2 separate regions of the Oryctolagus cuniculus genome follow, and region 2 is linked to region 1. The links are chromatin contacts, called in public Hi-C maps. All regions are on one chromosome and are shown on one strand. The core of a region is the stretch at or near the end of the contact, and the rest is flanking DNA. Distances in the headings are between cores, read along the strand shown.

Region 1 (2,700 bases), core at 49-2,548:
ACCATCAAACGGAAGTCTGGTTGTCAGTCCCATAGTGGAGAGCATGGCACGGCTGGTGTCTGCGATTCGCAGTCCCATTTGGACACACTTCAAAGAGACTCTCCAGGCAGAATGGCTGAAAGCTGCGGCAGCACCAGGATATACAGATTCCAGTTGCTGAGGCCTGGGCCTGGTTCTGAGGAGGCTCCTAATTGCTGTCCTTTTAATCTTCTTTGCAGACTATGGAATGGAGGCCATGTCACAGCAGGACATATACGTTCTCAATAACAACAGCCAATTTTGTAATGATTTGACTTTTCTTTAAAAAAATGCCTTCCGTTTAATGACACCAAAGTTTAACACAAATGCAGGAATTTAAACTGGAATACAGGAATGCAGGACCGACCCTGTCAATGGAAAAGCGAATGTGTAATCTAAGAACTGATGGCAAAATAGGTAGAGGTGAGTCTCCGTTCACAAGCTAAGGTGTGCAAGGAAGTAGCTTCACATTGTACTCTAACAGCCGATTTTTTTCTCTAGACCCACATGCCACGAAGACGGTGCTGTTTAATCTCAGTTGCTCAATGTCCTAACAGTTCCTGAAAGTTGTCTACAAATCCTCAGTAGGAAATTTGGGGTATCTGTTATCCTTTTGGACTTGATCATTTGCCTAAATGACTGGCCATCTCAATGTTCTTTGTGCCCAAGCCCGGACCTGTGGGCTCCAAGAGCTTTGTTTGTAGAGTCTGGAAGCATATGCATCATCAGGCCAACTCGCACAGGGCGTGCGGCACTCACCGTGAGTGCCTGGAGCAGACATTGAGTTAATCTCCCCCTCTCCCACCCTCCCCATGAATCTAGGATTGAGAGTAGAGCACCAAGTATTGAAAATAAAGCAGAATGAAAATGAAAAAGGAACACATTCCTATTATTCCTATTATAACAACTTGAATGATCACATGAAAGAAACCTATGACAACATAAATAGTTAGCACCTGAAACATATGACGGATTGTGTGACCTTAAGAGAACGGATCAGGGACATGCAGGGGAGATTAACAGACAGGGGACTGGAAGGCAATTTGAGTGAGAGGAGATTTAGACTGTGCCTTGAACAAAGTATACAATTTCTGCAGGCAGATAAGAGGTGATTGCAAGGGCAGTGGGCATTCCAAGAAAACCTAGTGGTTTATCCTGGCTCTAGGTCTCCAGTTTAGAGAACTTCCGAGAAGCACAGGCAGCCCGAGGGTCAGCTTACCAACTGGAATATAACACATTCGGTTTGAGTTTCTTTGAGGTTAGAATGTCTCAGGGCCAGCTTAGGTGTACCTCAAACAGAGCCAGCATGCTAGATTAATTTCAGAGCTCTCCTGATCTCCTGGAAGTGCTCCTGACCGCAAGGCCAGCCTCTGAGTCAGAGCAGATGAGGAGATCAGGAAGCAATCCCAACAAACCTCCCACCCGCTCCAGATGGAGTTAATCATTGCTCTGCTCCCAGCAACCTCTGTAACTCTTGATTGCCTCCCAGATGCAATCGCTGCATGGCTCACTCGGGTTACAGGGCCACCTTCCCTCTGTGCTCTGGACCCTTGGGAACAGCGTTCAGTGCTATTCAATGCGCCCAGGTGTTTCCAGGCTAGAAGGTAGCCTGGGTGGGTAGGTTGGATATACTACTTGAGTGGAAATAACGAGACACTACTACCAACACCAGCTCCCTGCAAGTCTTTATCTAGACGAGGCATTTTTTTAAAAAAAATTATTTATTTATTTGACAGAGTTACAGAGAGAGAGAGAGAGAGAGAGATCTTCCTTTTGCTGGTTCACTCCCCCCAATGGCTGCAAGGGCTAGGGCTGGGCCAGGCCAAAGCCAGGAGCTCCTTCCAGATCTCCCACATGAGTGGCAGGGGCCCAAACACTTGGGCCATATTCCACTGCTTCTTCCTAGGCTCTTAGCAGGGAGCTGAATTGGAAGTGGAGCAGCCTGGCTATGAACCAGTGCCCACATGGGATGCCAGCATTGCAATCAGTGGCTTTACCCACTATGCTACAACACCAGCCCACAGGCTAGGCAATTTATACACATTGCATGGATCTCATTAAACCCACTCATTTGATATTGTATTACCATTTTCCAAGTGGTAGAGTGGAGGCTTTGTAAGTCAATGATTACTACTTTTAGCAAATACTTTGCCCAGTCTTACAGGCTTTGATTTAACCCTCTGCTTAGAAAGAGGAGGGAGTCTTGACAAATGAGGTTGATGGAACTCACAAGCTCTCTAATGACATATATCTCACCCACCACTCGCCATGGATTCAAATATGCCCTTTTAGAGAATTTCCCTGTTGGTTAAAGCATTGTCTTTAGGAGGCTCCTTGTAAGTTTCATTTGTTTCCTGATATGGATTATTTGAAAACAGAGTTTACCCAATGTGGCTTATTTGTCTTTTTAATAGCTACAATAAACAATTAATGCTTTCCTGAGTGTTTTACATTTATTATTCTATTATCCTTCACAATAGCTTATTGAGATAGAGATCATTTATGTTCCTGTTTTCTAGAAGAGGAATTGAGGCAAATGGAGATGAAGTAACTTTACAAAGATGACACTGTTAGTAAGTGACAAAGCAAGTATTTCAACCCAATAGTCACTCAGTGCCATCAAATGTTTTGTAAGGGTCAGTTCTGTCCCTGGATCTGGTATATGCTGGGATGGAGCAGTTG
Region 2 (2,700 bases), core at 116-2,615, 90 kb before region 1:
AACTTAGAAACTGCTGCTGCTGCAACTTGCAAATGACAATAAGCCCAACACCAGTGCTGTTGAAAAAATGTCCTTCTAGCATTAAAAACGGAAAAGTGAGTATATCCACAAGTGGAATCCTACTCAGTAACTAAAAAAGATACACTGATGGAAAATCATGGACAGATCTCAGCAACATTAGACTACGGGAGCGAAACTAGAGAGAAAGGAACTTAAATTGTAGGATTCCGTGTATAGGAAACTAAAGGCAAAACTAATGAGTAGTGACCCAGTAATGGCTAAAAGGCTCATAGGAATTTTGGCAGAGGGGGTTATGATGTTGGGTACAAGGGTGAATACATTTGTTAAAACGTACAGAATTGTACACTTAGCTTCACAACCACGTAAAGAAAGGAACTTCATCCCCGAGAGCCCATTAGCTGCAGATTAGAATGCTGCTGCCCTCGGGGACTTCATTTTGGTTACTTTTGTTTCTCACCGTCTTGGACGGCAGATGCTAAAAAGTTTGGAAAGGGATTTCCAGAGAATTTGGGGGCGCCCTCTTCCATGGAAGAAGGAGGTGAAGTCGCAGGCCCCAGGATCAGAAACATTGAGCAGTTGTGATTTCTGGAAGGGAGAGAAGTGGGCATCCGGGAACTCACCACTCAGCAGGCTCCCCGGGTGGTAGCCATGGTCCAGCAACTCTGAAATGCTGGCCGGGTTCTTACTGCTCAAACTGCCGGTTGCAACCATAGTCAACGGCTCTGTTTCCCTCGCGGGGAGGAACGGCCTTTCCGAGGTGCTGGGAGAAAAGGAGGTGAGGACAGATTTACAAAAGCAGGCCAGACGTGCAGAGCTCCTAAAACGCCCCGCGTCCAGCACCCCTTCTCCAAAGGAGGGGCAGCCGGCTGCTGCAACTCCTTTCCAAAGCTCTGGGAGCGGGGACGCCAGCTACTGTCAGACCCTGCAACTTACTCCAAAGTTAGCAAAACTCGGAGGTGACTTGCCCCGCGGGTATCCTCCCTCCCCCCGCTCTCCCCCTCCCCCGCCACCTCCCAAGGCCAAGGCGGCGCTCACCTGCCGGGGGTTCGCGGGGGCCGACGCGCTCTCCGGCAGGGCTGTGAGGTCCACAGACGCAGCAGGCACGCCCCGAAGAGCCCCCGCTCCGCTGCAGTCCCTGAGCACCCGGGCCGCGAGCAGCCTCCGCTCGCCCCGCGCCCACCCCGCGCAGGCTCCACGAAGCAGCGCCGCCAGTGGGGCAGGCAGTGCTTTATAGGTCCCGCTGCCTGCCCAGGGCTCCGGCCCGCCCACCTGCACCGCCCTCCCGGCCTGCGCCCCGCCCAGCCACCCCGGGTCGGGTCGCATTTCAACCTGGCCACTTCCAGAGGCCCGGGGCAAGCGGCGGGGCGTGGAAGATAAGCCTGGGTCTTGGGCCCGCACCTGCTGTTTCCTGGGCAGACCGCGGGGCACGGTGACCGCCACCCCTGGGCCACTAAGCTGGACCCTTTGATAAGACCCCTTCCGCCAGTGTGCGGCTCTCAGCTGCCCCGGCCCTGGCTAAGATACGTGCTCTTTGCAATTGCATGGTTTGTGTGTGTGTGTGTGTGTGTATGTGTGTGTGTGTGTGATGTTACGATGACCTGAAGCTTTGCAGTGTCACCTCCAACCCTTGGTTTAAACCCACATTCAGCGCGCACCTTCGCGCACTCAGTTTTGGCCTCCAACCCGGTCGCCCCCCCCCCAAGGGTTACGGTGTCCCCTCCCGCACGCGCCCAGAGCTCGCCCTCTTTTTCCACTTAGAGGGCTCTCCAGGGCTTTGGGAAGAGGTCCTGATCCCCGCGTGCACGCGCGGCCTCCCCGGCACCCTGCGTGCCGTTACATCTGTGACGAATGCGTTTTCTCCGCGGGAAACTTGAGTCTGGCCTTCTTCTCCTTGGGCCCGGCCCCAGAGCGCAGGGAGTTTGCCAAGAAGCTCAACAAAACCGTTAGTGGGATCTGAGCCGCGTCCTGCACCCGCCAGGTCCTCGGGAGCAACTGCATCCCTGGAGGCTGAAGTTCCTGGCGGAGCCTGCTGGAAGCAGCTTGGGCTTTGGCGATCTGAAAGGGGCTTGGGGGGAAAGAAAAGGGTTTTGTGCTCTATGCGGGATAACCCCTGGGCGGCTTCACGCACCGAGCTGAACCGGAGCCCACAGAGGGCCAGAGCAGCCCTGGAAAGAGACAATCTACTGGAACTAAGAAGCCAGCTACTTCTTTTTTTCTTCCAAAGCTACAAAGCTTTCTTTTTCTTGTGCTTTGGTTTGCCGGCAGGAGGGGACCTGTAGCAGCGTGCATTCCCCTAGACCGTGGGGGTGCGGCCGAGCAGGGAACCGCGGGCCTGCCAGGAGGGAGGGGGTGCTTCTGGGGCCCGTCGGGATTGCCAGGAGCAGGAGCTGCAGGTTAGGGCCTTGAAAAGCAGGCCCAGCTGTCCAGGCTCAAAACTCTTAGTGAGAAAAACAACAACAGAAGGGGTAAGGAGAGTGTGATAAACAGATCAGTGGGAGGACGTTCGCGGGCAGAGCGACAGAAACACACACCAGCTTGACAGTCCATTTTTAACCGACTTGGGCAGCTGCACCGCCCGAAGGTCAGGCCGGCTTGGGAAGCAGAGGCTGATGGGCCAATCTTTGAAAGCAGTTTCCACTTCCATCTCCAGAACAGAAAAGTGGAAAATAAACTAAGCCC

The links. Hi-C and Micro-C count contacts between places; a contact is called where the count stands out from the background.
Region 2: a contact with region 1 is called in a Hi-C map of psoas muscle, with 3 times the contacts expected there. The contact joins the promoter of DDIT4L here to the enhancer-like site in region 1. A contact is called at or near these places in 2 of 6 Hi-C or Micro-C datasets (psoas muscle and skin fibroblasts).

Annotation. Positions count from the first base shown.
Region 1 is chr8:65,048,634-65,051,333 of mOryCun1.1, reverse strand. No RefSeq gene overlaps it. Among named protein-coding and RNA genes, the nearest start is that of DDIT4L, 90 kb to the left of the region's middle. Within about 2 kb of position 1,298, at least 2 of the 8 cell types and tissues checked have an H3K27ac peak or open chromatin away from gene starts, as enhancers often do.
Region 2 is chr8:65,138,407-65,141,106 of mOryCun1.1, reverse strand. DDIT4L (DNA damage inducible transcript 4 like) reads right to left here and starts at 1,365. Exons shown (of 3, transcript XM_002716952.5): 1 at 1,057-1,365; 2 at 642-781. The coding sequence starts at 732.